Linked DNA regions of Gossypium hirsutum: region 1 is linked to region 2. Evidence: chromatin contacts called from public Hi-C data. All regions are on one chromosome and are shown on one strand. The core of a region is the stretch at or near the end of the contact, and the rest is flanking DNA. Distances in the headings are between cores, read along the strand shown.

Evidence for each region. Hi-C and Micro-C count contacts between places; a contact is called where the count stands out from the background.
Region 1: a contact with region 2 is called in a Hi-C map of fibers, with 2.3 times the contacts expected there. The contact joins the promoter of LOC107913789 here to the enhancer-like site in region 2. A contact is called at or near these places in 5 of 34 Hi-C or Micro-C datasets (callus, fibers and leaf).

What each region holds. Positions count from the first base shown.
Region 1 is chrD10:3,691,050-3,697,715 of Gossypium_hirsutum_v2.1, forward strand. LOC107913789 (katanin p60 ATPase-containing subunit A-like 2) reads left to right here and starts at 4,506. Exons shown (of 11, transcript XM_016842422.2): 1 at 4,506-4,758; 2 at 5,120-5,269; 3 at 5,366-5,421; 4 at 5,603-5,668; 5 at 5,787-5,894; 6 at 6,624-6,666. The coding sequence starts at 4,720. It overlaps LOC121222320 (a long non-coding RNA gene), which reads left to right and starts at 2,059. Exons shown (of 2, transcript XR_005919564.1): 1 at 2,059-2,144; 2 at 2,459-2,791.
Region 2 is chrD10:3,602,605-3,609,990 of Gossypium_hirsutum_v2.1, forward strand. It overlaps LOC121222318 (a long non-coding RNA gene), which reads right to left and starts at 6,579. Exons shown (of 3, transcript XR_005919556.1): 1 at 6,438-6,579; 2 at 6,121-6,322; 3 at 5,864-5,998. It also overlaps the pseudogene LOC107913785. Within about 2 kb of position 1,422, at least 5 of the 9 cell types and tissues checked have an H3K27ac peak or open chromatin away from gene starts, as enhancers often do. A contact at or near this core is called in fibers, where this site is marked.

The DNA.
Region 1 (6,666 bases), core at 3,256-5,755, 92 kb after region 2:
ATATTACACCCTTTTGTACCTTTATATACAATTAATATTTTAACCATCAAACCGTTGAAGTTATATATATTAATATTTATTGAATGGTTGAAAGTTTTTTTACATATAAAATTTTGAACCAATTCGATATCTCTATCACATCGATCTAAAATACTATAAAATAAATATTAGAAAATTTTAATGTACATCAAGTTTGACATGCATGATTTATATGAATGAAATATAAAATATGAGGATTAAATTGTTAAAATATTATCTATAAAACAAATACAAAAGAATGCAAATTTACTTACTTTTACACCGATGGAGGTAAGTGTATCCCACAATTAAGCTTATATCCTAAAGATTGGAAAATTGTTAGGCAGAAGCTCCACTATGACATGGTCCAGGCTCGTCTAGGACAAGCACTAGATTTAATTTTAATCGACAGGTGTTTGGCAGCACTGGATACTGCTAACTTAAGCTGTTATTTTCATTGTACGGTTGTCTGTGGAATGGGTTCAATTGGCTGCTTAGCTTTGCCTCTCTCCATACTATATCTTATATAATTTGGAAATTTATTTTATCTTATATGTAGCGACCTAAAAATTTGGTGATAGGCGCTAGTCGAAGTAATTATTAAAAACTTGAAAATCGAATCTCGATTTTATTTGTAAAAGGAGTCGCCACCGATCTTTTTTTCTAGGTGTAATCGGACACCTAATAAATTCTCTTTTTTAAAAAAAAATTTACTTTTAAATTTTTCTAAAAAAAGGTAATTTTAGGTCTACGTGAAAATCCAGAGAAAATTAGAGTTCGGGAGTCGGTTACGAACGAGGAAGGTATTAGCACCCTCGCGACGCCCAAAATTGGTATCTCGTTAAACGCATGTTGTCTTAATTTTCAAAAATACGAGTTCAATTTAATATTTAGTCGTGATCTGATTAAACACGAAAAATTTAATTAAAACACGAGAATTTTAAAGCACGATTTTTTACACGAGAATTTTTGAAAACACGAGAATTTTTAAAACACGGAAATTTTTACAAGACAGTTTTTTTTAAAAAAATAATAATAAATCACCGGAATTTTTGGAAACACGAAGATTTTTGAAAACATGAAGAGATTTTTTAAAAAACACGAAAATTTTTAAAATACGAGAAATTTATTTTTAAAAAGAACGCGAATATATTTTTTTGAAACACGAAAACCTTTGAAAATGCGAAAAGTCAAAAATTTTGAAATACGAGTAATTTTTGAAAATACGAAAATTTGAAACACGAAATTTTTTTATTTTTTTTAAAACGTACCGTATTTAACACGAGCCGATGATATTCACCCCAACATGGCAATGAAATCGACGAATTAGTGTTAAACCGATTCAATTTAATATTTAATCGATATTCTATTAAAACACGAGAAACTTTTTTTTTAAAACACGAGGATTTTTGAATATTTTTTATTTTAAAAGGGCATCCCGAATTTAACACGAGCCATCGATATCTACCCAACATAGCGATGAATTCGATGACTTAATATTAAACCGGTTCGTTGCCTTGTGCATTTAAAATAATTTTTTTATTTATTTTTTTAACATGCAAAAAAAAATCATAATAATATTTATAAAAAACTATTTTAAAAATACTAATTTAAATTAAATGAAACACCATTTAAATACATGAGCTAAATTAAAATGGATTAATAAAATTACCAAAAGCCCAAAGTTATGGGCTTGAAGAATAGGCCCTTTTCCTTTTTTTTGCTTCTGATTGGGCCTTAGTGGGCTGCTAGGGACTGGGCCGAATCTGCTGGGCTGCTGGCACCGGTCTTCTGGGCTGCTGGAAGCGTGGGCCTGCTGCTGGATTGGGCTGAACAGGCCTGCTGTGGCCTGCTTCTTTTCTTTTTTTTTTTCTGCTGTTATTTTTCTGTTTTGTTTTTTTTGGGCTGCTTTGGGCTTGGGACTGCTGCTGCTGGGTCGGGTCGGTTCACCGGGTCGTGGGTCGGGTCGCGGGTTGAATCCGGGTCGGGTCGACCCGATATATATATTTTTTATTTTTCTTTCCCTTTTTTTTCCTTCTTTCTTCTCTGTTTCTTCTTTCTTTCTTCTCCGTTCAGCCCCGACGGTGCACCCCCCAGCCTGGCGCGGCGGTCAGCGGTGGCGCACGGTGAAGCTCTCCTCTTCTCTTCTCTTTTTCTTCTTTGCTTGTTTTTTTTTTCTTTTTGCTTGCTGTTTTTTTCTTTGACTTTGCTTTTTTTTATTTATTGGCTTTCTTTGTCTTTGGTGGATGGGGAACGACGGCCGGTGGTGAGGGACGGCGGTGGACGCGGAGGCGTGGGGCTTTTTGCTGCTGTTTTTTTGCTTGATTTTGTTGTTTTTTTTTTTGCTTTCCTTGGCTGCCGAAAATCGAACCCCCCCTCTCTTCCTCTCATCTTCTTCTTTTAAATCCTTCAATTTTGTCGTTTTCCTTCTTGTTTTCAGGTGGCATGGAGGTGGGGAGCATGGATGATTGGCGGTGTCAGGCGTAGGGTGCGGTGCACGCCCGGATGCTGGTTGGGGGCAGTCTTGTCATGCCCAGAAGAACTGAATTGTAGAGTATGCAAAGTTTTTGGGGTAAAAACATAATTTTAGGAAATATGGGGCTAATATGTAATTTATAGAATGTTTAGGGGCCCAAATGAAATTTAGAAAAGTTTAGGAGTAGAAATGTAATTTTGAGAAAGTTTAAGGGTTGAAATGTAATTTTGAAAAGTTTAGGGGTTGAGATGTAATTTAGAAAAGTTCAGGGGCCAAAATGTAATTTATATTTTTGTATTTTTTCAAAATTTCATTATGACTATTTTATTAATATTTAAAACAAAAATTTAAAATGGGCTAAAACAATTCCAAAATTAAATCTTAATGGGCCCGATCATTGGGCCCATACGAGATCAACCCGGCTCAAAACCCTAATCGGGTAAAATTCAGTGATGACATTATATTCAACCTTAAATTAATTATTTTATTTCGAGGCTATTTGAAAGTGAAGCAAATAAAGTTTTGTTCGAATCTAGTTCATCAATATTTTTCTTCCTTTTTATATAAAATTTAGTGTTAAGTTTGGATGATTGTAAATGATTCAACTAAAAAAGTCGATATGCGTATTGTTGTCAATGTAGGAGGACGTGAGTTTGAGTGTGCTGAAGCGTATTATCTTCTTATTTATAGGTTGAAAAAGAGTTATGAATGATTTTAGACACTAGGTTAAAAAGAACAAATATGATCACGATAAAATTATTTTAAGAAAATTAAAAGCTAAAAAAACAAAAGAGGTTTGGCAATGTTTCAATTACTTAGCTACACCGCCTTAAACTTCAACTGGATTTATGATTAATAATGGAGAATATTTTTAATTAATTAATTAAATTTATTTTAATATTATATTATCTTATAAAGACTTTACATTTAAATTTTGATTTTTATTTAGAATAAAGTGAAGTGTTTAAAATTTAAGTATAAAATGCAGAATTTTATTTTATTTCTATAATTTGTAATTTATATTTATCAAACAATCTAATTATATTTCATAATTAATTTTAAGTAATATATTAAAAATATTTATAATTTAAATTCAGTAGTTAAATTACTTAATTTTTCAAGTTATCAACAGTAGCTTGGACTGTTAAATGGATGAAAATACATGTAAAAATGATGTACGAAGAAGATTTTAGATTTAAAATAACTTGGAGGGTAGAAATATAAGTTTTATTTGGAAATTTATGTTTTAACGTATTGTGATTTTTTAAGAATTCATTTGTTAGAAATGTAATATAAAATAGGTTAAATTTTGTTATTAGTCCATGTACTTTGTAAAAGTTATAGATTTAGTCCTTGTACTTTTAATTGATCACTTTTAGTCTTTGTATTTTTCAAGTCGGTCACTTTTAGTCCCAATACTTTTTAATTTTTGAAAATTTAGTCTCGACACAAACAATAGCAATTAAATCTGTTTCGTTAAATTTAATTCATATAGTTATAGATTTAATCCATTTTCTCGAATTAGATCATTATAAGTCCCGATACTTTTCGAATTTTGAAATTTCAGTCTTCACGCAAATGATAGTTGCTAGTCCATTAACTGTATTTTTAGTGAGTGATATGTGAAAATAATAAACCGACATGGTATTACACATGATAATATGTTTGGCACATCATATTTTAGAAATAGTAGAATTTTATTTAATGAATTTAACAGTTACTGTTTGGTTTGGAAAGTATAATGACTAAAAATGACTAAATAAAAATGCAGGGATTAAATCCACAATTTGACAAAAATTGACAAAAAATATAAAAATTGAGGACTAAAAATATTATTATACCAACTAAAAAAATTGCCACAGCGGACTGAGAAGAACAATTTTGAAATGTTTAATGATTAAATTGTAACTTGTTTTAATTAAGTGACCAAAACTAGAATATACCCATAGTTTAGTGACTAATGTTGTAGTTTACCCTCAATTTTATTTAATTTATTTTCCCATTTTGTCTCATGAGCAGAGTTTTTAAAGCATGTGCTCAGTAAACTGTTCTTCTGCACCCTACTTCCAGTCTTTTGGAAGTTTATAATTTACATCAACAAAAGATATGAGATCTTAGTGAAAATTTAATTTTCGTAAATCTCTCCTTTTCTGGTACTCGCTTCTTCTTCTTCTTCTTCTTCTTCTGCTATTATCCAAAGCTCAGATTTTAATTTTACTTCAACAATGACCGATGAACCTTTGCCCTCTCGCTGGTCTTTTCTGGTACTCGATCTCTTTCTTTCATTTTTCCTGTTTGTTTGCAGTAACGAATTTGAAAATGAAAACTCACTGAACTGAACTGCATGAAGTTTATTTGACTTGCTTCGATTGACTTTACTCTTTTAATAAAATTTTACTCATTTCTTTAGCTTAAATTGCTTTGGATTTTATAAACTTTTTTTTGTTGTTGTTGTTTCCTTTTCTTTTCTTTATGCTCTTTGAATTTTTGAACCGTGATCTATCTGTATGAAGCAATGTGGAGAAGAATAAGGGGAAAAAAGAGAGAGAGAGTAAAGTTCAAAGCATTTTATTGAAGTGATAATATGATTATTTACTGGATTTTAAAATGTTCTACGATGCCAAGTTTGGGAGAAAGAGATTAGCTGAGCCACAAGATGATCAAGCTGCTGATGCGCTCGTTTCCAATGGCACTGATTTGAACGTGACCTCTAATGGAAACCATTCTGTCAAGAACACGTCTGAAATGGCTATTTACGAGCAGTACCGAAAACAGGTATATTTTTTTAGCTTTTTAAATGTAAAAAAAAAGGAAGCATTTTTGTGTATTTCTTAATTGATTTGCTTCTTTATTGTTCTGTTTTGTCTTCAGGACGCGAACGGGGTGCACTCTAATGGTGCGGTGTCTAATGGATTTGATTCTAGACCGTATGTTCATTTCTTCCTCTGATTCGCAACTTAACAAATTTGTTTATTTACACTTTAGAATATAAATATTTCTCAACATTGATAACTCCGATTAACATTCTTATGGTTAATGAGAATCAAGATATGATTCTCCAGTTCTTAAGAAAATGACGATTTTGATGTTTCCGTTTCTTTTGTCAAGGCAAAGGTCTCTTCTTCCTGCTTTTGAAACTGCAGAAATGCGTGCTTTAGGGGAGAGTTTGAGTAGGTAATTATAAAAACCAGGAACTTCATTGGTGGTAGAAATGAAGTTTTAGCTCTGGTGGTTTATTCTTTGACATTGAAAATTTTGTCTACTTCATATCATCTTACATCATCCCTTTCAGGGACATTGTTCGAGGAAATCCAGATGTTAAGTGGGAAAGCATAAAGGGATTAGAGAGCGCTAAACGTTTGCTTAAAGAAGCTGTCGTTATGCCAATAAAATATCCCAAGTAAGTGTTTTTATTCTTAGAAAAGGATTACGGGTGTAAAACTCTGGTAGTCATCTGTTTTTTCTCGACTGCTTGATTATTTTTTCTGAGTCTATAATAATCTGTCATTTTGTGAATTTTTGTTATCTGTGTTGTATTTAAACCTACCATTGTGCAGTTTTCCCATTATTTAAGTTTCATTTTGTCATATGAAGTGAATAAAGTGGGCAACGTGTTTGCCCAATTGAGTAGAAATTTTTCATATGAAAATTTTCAAGGCACTCTGTGCGAGAATCCTACATTTAGCGTAAAGCTTAATAGAACTGCAAAGGGCTACGGCTTCCATTCTATTACAATGTTATCAAGTTGATAAGATTCCAAAGCTAGTACTCTCAAAAGTACAAGGAATAATTCTTTTAATTTTTTATCTTGATTGAAAAGAAAAGCAGATGTGGGACTTTTGAGGGCTTAAATCCTACCTAAGTTGGTTCTCTTGAAAGTGGACGGAGTGTATTACCAAGAGATTCAAACTTCTTTTCAGAATGTATAGATGTTCACCTTTATAATATTAGTTCATTTGCTGCTTCCCTCTTACATACTTGAGAGTTGAGATCAATGAAAATATTCTGTAAAGCACCATGGGGGCTTTTGTCTTGTGTATTTGTTTCAGTAAATGTTGATGAATCGTTCAATAATCTTTTACGAATGACTTTGAAGCTTCCATTTCACAATTGGAATGATCTCTTGTAGGTACTTTACAGGTCTTCTTTCACCATGGAAGGGTATTCTCCTT
Region 2 (7,386 bases), core at 172-2,671:
ACCTACCAAATTTCATTTGGAGTAGCAAATAAGCCGAAACAAAAGCAAAGGCTGAGCTCCAAAACAGAAAAAAGAGCAACTAACAAATATCAATTAAACACCCAACTGCTTCAAACTCACGTGCACAGTGCCAAAATGAAATCTACTTTACTTTATCTATATTCGCCTTTATCCCTTTGCTTTTAATATTACTATTTAATGTTGATTAAAATAAACCTTATCTGCCACGTGTCATCCTTTGCTCAAGTTCAACTACAATCAAACATTATTTAATCCCTAAATTTCCTCATTTTAATTTCTAATTTAGATTTCATCAAATGTGTTTTTCAAATATACCTGGACAAATGCATGTCCAGCTTCATCCCGTTAATAATGATTAAAAACCACATTTAGAATAAACCTAAGTGCAGTGGCAGGTGCCTTGCTCCTAAAATAAATTTTTTTATTTAGATGATTTATAAAATTTTAAATTAGTAATGCTAAAATTACATTTTGACCTCTTCAAATATGATAAAATTTTGATTTAATCATTTAAAAATATAAATATATAAACTACTCATAAAAATATACAATTTAATTCCGGTCCCTCAAAAATTTTTTTTAACTTTGCCGCTGGGCAAGTGAATGTCCAAATTCAAAAGAACTTAAAAGTCAATTATCTAAATTCATTCTAAACGTGTACTTTTAGTAATTTTTTTAGATATTATATTATTTAAAAATAATCAAATGATGTGACACTTTAAGAGTGAGATATGATAAAATTTTAACTTTATTTAAAAAACAATTAAACTTTTGATAAAATTCAAGTTCAAAGATTAATATAAAAAAAATTCGTCAAATTCAAAAATTAAATGTTATTTTTTTTAAAAAGAATTAATTCCCATGCACTGTGAATAAAAAATCAAACATACATTTATTGAAAATGACAGTTTAAAATAGACATTGATATTAGGGTGGGATTGATATTATTGTAACTTTAGGATTAAACGTAATGCATTTTTTAAGTGGACATGATTAATTAGCTGTTTGAGAGATTACAAATAGATTGGAATTTTCAAAAGAAGAAAAGAAAAGAAAAGAAAAAACTTAGGCAGGTGATGGTAAGAGAAGAGGGACCGACTTACCAAAACTGAGTAAGGTTGAGGTCAAGACCCAGAAGAGAATGAGATGGCATAATCACATTCACTATTAGAGAGAGATTGCAAAAATGTCAAGAATGCTTTTTGATAAATTATAAAAGAAGGTAAAACCCTAAGAACGGGACTAATATTTGGAAACCGAAAGAGGAGGAAGGTATCAAGGTCTTTGCAAATAGATGGTTGGACCTGACAGCTCATCAAACATACACAGAATCTTCAAGGGATATACACTTTGGGGGTCCCAAACTTCCTTAACATCTCAAGTTTTATAACATAAAATTGACACAATCATTACTCTACTACAGACTTTTCGACTAATATTTTACTTTACTTTTTCGGCATCGCATACGGTTACAGTCTTAAAGAATTTGTCTTCTACGAGTCCTTCATTCCCCTTTTTCGGCTCTGCTTTTTTATAAAGCTAATTAAGTTTTATCTAACTGCCGTTAAACGCAATCATTAAGGACTGTCCATATCAGAATACAGATGGAATAAGCAAGATGAAATTATCATCAAATCATCAGAAACAGAGCAAAGAAGTCGGCAAAGAAATAATAATATTGATAACGCGTCGGCTGAACATGCAGAAAAAAGGGTCAAAGCATATGGGAGGTGGCAGGTGGTGGTGGTGGTGGTGGGGGAGGGGGATTGAATTGTATTGCGGGAATGCATGGTCACAAGTATGATCCTAATTGCGTGGCTAAAATAAACAACTTCAGCTGTTATTAGGAAGGAGAAGAGGGCAAGGGGATTGTATTGAAAACGAATTTTAGCAAAAGAAAGATGTCATATACCTGTAACCAACAATTTGATTGGACCACCTGGCAACCATAAATCAAAACATACTCCCCCATTCTACCACGGCTGTCTGGTCCACCGCTGGATTCTGAAATGAAAACACCAATACAATGGTTTTCATTATAACCCGTCCTAGCAACAAGGGTTGTCTATATATCAAACATACCTGCACATGCTTTGATGTTGGAACTCTCACATCCACCAGCTACACCATTTCACCACCCCAAGCACCATTACTGTTGCCATTGAAACCTCTCTCTGTTTCTCCTTCTCTCTCCCCTTCCTCTTTTTCTCTCCCATCCCTTTTTTTTCTCTCTGAGATTTCATTGCTGCAACTGGCAACTGCATTGCTGCACACCCATGTCTGCCACTTCCAGTGCTTTCCATTTTCATGGTCTTTCTCCTTCCACTCGTCAAGTTTTTCTTGTTCCTTGTTTATCATTTTTGTCCAAACAAGATGGAAAATTTGTCTCAGCCTTGTCCAACTTTCGGTTCCTTTCTTAGTTGCTTGAGCTTGAATGTTCTTTTTTAAATATTTCAGAAAACAATTGAGGTAAAGGTTTTAAAAAGGAAAACTAAACCCGTGTCCCTCTTCACATGTTTGCTATTTATAAACCATTCCTTTGAGACTTAACCCCGCCAGAAGTTTAATAGCATCCTATTGTATGTGTAGCCTTGAGTATTCAAACAACTCGATGTCATTTTCCTGTACCAAAAACTTCTTCCAGCGGTTTTGTAATGATGAATTTCAAATGGGAAGTGATATTCATGGCAATTTCTTCTCAAGTGATCTCCTTCCTTCACTTGGGGCCAGAATTAACCAAACGACGAAGCTACGTAGATACATCATTTCTCCTTTCAACCCTTACTACAGGTGATGACCGTAGCCGTGGTTTACTCATATATTCTTTCAATATATTAAAACTGCTGCTTACATCCTATTCATTATTTCAGGGCATGGGAGATGTGGCTGGTTGTTCTAGTCATTTACTCTGCCTGGATCTGTCCATTCGAGTTCGCATTCCTGACTTATGAGAAAGATGGACTTTTCATTTTTGACAACATTGTCAATGGCTTCTTTGCTGTTGACATCGTTCTCACCTTCTTTGTTGCATACCTCGATAGCCACTCTTACCTCCTTGTTGATGATCCCAAGAAGATTGCAATCAGGTAAATAAGATTTTGCAGCATTGTTCAAAAAGCCCTTTTCAACTAAGAAAACCATGTTGACTATTCGAGCAAAAACTGAGTTTATATGATCCATCCAACATCCAGGTACATATCTACCTGGTTTGCTTTCGATGTCTGTTCCACTGCCCCATTTCAGTCTCTCAGCCTCTTGTTCACCAACCATGGTAGTGAGCTCTGGCTTAGGCTACTCAACATGCTCAGACTCTGGCGTCTGAGACGAGTCAGCTCCCTTTTTGCAAGGTAATAACCAGATTCTATCCATGCCTTTCAAAATTCTTAAACTATTACAATGGGAAAACTACAATATTTACTTACAGGTTTGCTTTACTTCAGACTTGAGAAAGACATACGCTTCAACTACTTCTGGACTCGGTGCACCAAGCTCATTTCTGTAAGGCACTGAAACTTCCTTTTTGTTTTTGTCTAACCACTATCAGAAATATTGCCTCAGTCAACTGAAATATGGGTTGTTTTCCTCTTGGGTTGATTTCAGGTGACCCTGTTTACAGTACATTGTGCGGGATGTTTTAACTATTTGATTGCAGAAAGATACCCTGATCCTTCGAAAACCTGGATTGGTGCTGTCTACCCGAATTTCAAAGAGCAGAGTCTCTGGGACAGATATATAACTTCAATTTACTGGTCCATTACAACGCTTACTACAACTGGTTATGGGGACTTGCATGCTGAGAATCCAAGAGAGATGCTATTTGATATCTTTTACATGCTGTTTAATTTGGGATTAACAGCTTACCTCATTGGGAACATGACAAACCTCGTAGTTCACTGGACAAGCCGGACCCGTAATTTTGTAAGTTCCCTGACACCTTCCAAATTCATCATTAACCTGCCGGGAGAACTTAACATATAAAATAAGTTCTACAGTCACAATCAGGACACGCACAACTGCACTGGATAAAAGTTAGTTTTTGTAAGGCATTTTTATATTGAAAAAAATTCAAGCTTAAAACCCAGTTAAAGGTAATGCCAAGAGTCCTTGATATTTTATGACATAAAAAATCAAGTAGGAATGCTTAGTATTTTTTAGCTCATTAGAGCATTACAAACTTCGAGTCCCTTCTTCAGGTTCAACCATGTTTTCTTTTTGAGAAGGATGCAATCTCTAGCGTGGAAGTGCTTATGCAAGAAATATTTACCATTTGTGGTGTTACAGAGGGATACAATTAGAGCTGCTTCGGAATTTGCGACACGCAATCAGTTACCCCCCGCATACAAGATCAAATGTTGTCACACATATGCTTGCGATTCAAAACAGAAGGATTGAAACAACAAGAGACCCTAAATAGTTTGCCAAAAGCCATCCGCTCAAGCATTGCACAGCATCTCTTCTTCCACATTGTGCAGAAAGTCTACCTCTTCCAAGGAGTTTCTCATGACTTCTTGTTTCAGTTGGTAATAATTCTCAGGCTAACTATATTTGTCTATACCATAATCTTTTTAGGCTAAAATAGTATTTTAATTAGAAAGACCAGAACTATGGAAAGATCTACAAGTTCTGGAGTATTTTGATGCAGTGATCACTACACATACATCATTTTGACTTTTATTCATTTTCACAAGATGCTAATGCAATTTATTACTCTGTGAAAGGTTTCAGAAATGGATGCTGAGTATTTCCCACCCAAAGAAGATGTCATTCTGCAGTATGAAGCCCCAACAGATCTTTATATACTTGTCTCGGGAGCAGCAGTAAGTAAGCTTATTCTGATGTATGCAGACTATAGAAACTAAACAATGTCAATTTCTCACATTAATTTGATGACTGATTGATTCCTGATTGCAGAACTTGATCTCCCATGCTGATGGGCATGATCAGGTAAGATATTACTTTAACATCTGTAATCTATAGTATTTTCTTTATGGTAAATCAGAAACACTACGAAAAATTTAACATGTCGAAATGTGATTTACAGGTTATGGGAAAGGTAGCAGCTGGGGATATGTTTGGAGAGGTTGGAGTTCTATGTTATAGGCCACAGCCATACACAGTTAGGACCAAAGAGCTTTGTCAAATACTACGACTGAGTGGAACTTCACTGATGAACAGCATACAAGTAAATATGGAAGATGGACGTGTTATTATGCATAATCTTTACATGGTAAATATTGCTTATGTAACTTCTAGAGTAATGAAACATTATTATTGTTATAAACAGTATGAAGTGATGGTTTGTTCTCGCAGAAATTGAATGGGCTAGAGAGCAGCAGCTTTGACCAGCCCGAGGAAGGAACAATGAGAGGAAGTTGTTCAGAAACTGGATTTGAAGATCAACCACAGAGATATGCATCAAAGAAAGAAGCAACAGACATAGGTTTCTTGGGATCAGAGGCTATAGAGAAGAGTCAAACAAGTAGAATTACAGATAATGGAATTCCAACAGCTGAGGATGGCCAAACAGCTCTCCATGATGCTGTTCGCAAGGGGCACATTGAAATGGTTAAGATTTTGCTCGAAGGAGGAGCAAGTGTAAATAAGCTAGATGCAAGAGGAAGGACACCAAAAGTGTTGGCAGAGCAACAGGGAAACAAGAGCATATATGAGCTCTTACTTAGTTATGAAAACAAAAGAAAGAAAGATGAACATATGATAGAGATTATAGAGCCAGAAATAGCAGATGACCCCAAGAATAATCAAAGCAAACATAGAAGCGGGGCCCAAAATTTCTTCAACTCGCGCAATTATAGAGAGGTAACAATACCGACCAAGAAAAGAGTTACAATTCACATGCAGTTCCAGAGCAGCAGTACATCAAGTAGACAACTTGGAAAGTTGATACTCCTACCTGATTCAATACAAGAGTTGCTCAGAGTGGCTGGTAAGTTTGACAGAAAAGAGCACTTGAAATAACCTGAACATATGGGAAAAAACAATTAAAAATCAAATTCATAGGTGACTAGAATCCAAATAGGTTAAAGTAAAGAAATAACTAAAAGGATTTTTTCAAACCACGAACAGGAACCAGAAAACCACCTTTGTTTATTTGCCTGCTTTTGCTTTATTCATTTCTCATTCCATAACCTTGTGAAACTGCAGGTGAAAAGTTTGGATGCTACACATTTACAAAAGTTCTTAATTCTCAGAATGCTGAAATAGATGATATACATGTCATTCGAGATGGCGATCATCTGTATCTCCTTCAAGATGAAGATGAAAATGTAGGTTTCAATGCGACCTGATGATAATAAAAGTCCACTCGTTAATAGATGCACAGTCTGTAACCTTGCGACGGTGCCAATGATAATGAAATAATAAAAGAACATAACAGGATCAGTTGATTTGGGACTCACAATTGCAATTGTGTTGTTAAATCAGAGAAGTCAATTACATCCGGTCAATTTCACTCATATTTTGGTTTGCAAAACCCTATCCTCACATAACCTCAAAAATTGTCTATCAGAACAAATACATGTTACAATCCTGTCATGATTAGGTGGACCACGTAAATGGCAACATAACTTTTCTTTTGTAGTCGACCAAATGCACACCAAATCACCGGACGTTGAACACATGTAAAGTTAAGCCACCACCTCATTAAACCGGATCTTTGGCAAATAACATGGAATGCTTTCATAACAAGATATTAATGTACAGAAAAACTACGTACTTGCAAGTAGGCATGGTGAAAGCCTCCTTCTCGTTTTGTTGTTTCGCTTTTGATACTTGGTTAGTTTACTAGTAAACTTACCCTAACTTTACATCTGGATATAATCAAGGAGGAAGCCGGTGTGCGCTTCTCCAAAGCTTCATGTTCCTGATGCAACACCAATAACATCCTTATATTCTTCATTTCTCCTAATATTGCCTGTTTGCCATATTCAACATGAGATCTGCTAAGCCAAAGACCCTCAGGAAACGTCATTGTACTAAAACATGTACATATGCACCTCATGGTACTAGTAGGTCGGCCTGTGATCATTTGGAATGGAACATGGAAGAATAGAGAATATTCTCAAATCAAACACCTACTAACTTTAACATAAAAAAAAAGTAAGACTTCTAAAAAATGCAGACTACTTAACAGTGAAAGAAATAAGCTAAGACAGCAACATTTTAGCCATTTTTCTACCACAAACACCTTTGAATTAAGTGAAACAGCGAATAGACTCTCAGTGGTCAACACCTACTAAGAGTAACTATTAGTATGTTCCAAGCAGCAAGCAAATGTCAAGCAATTAGTAGTGATGTGGAAACTGATATTGTAGAGCTTAATATGCGGCCTACCATATTACTCTAACC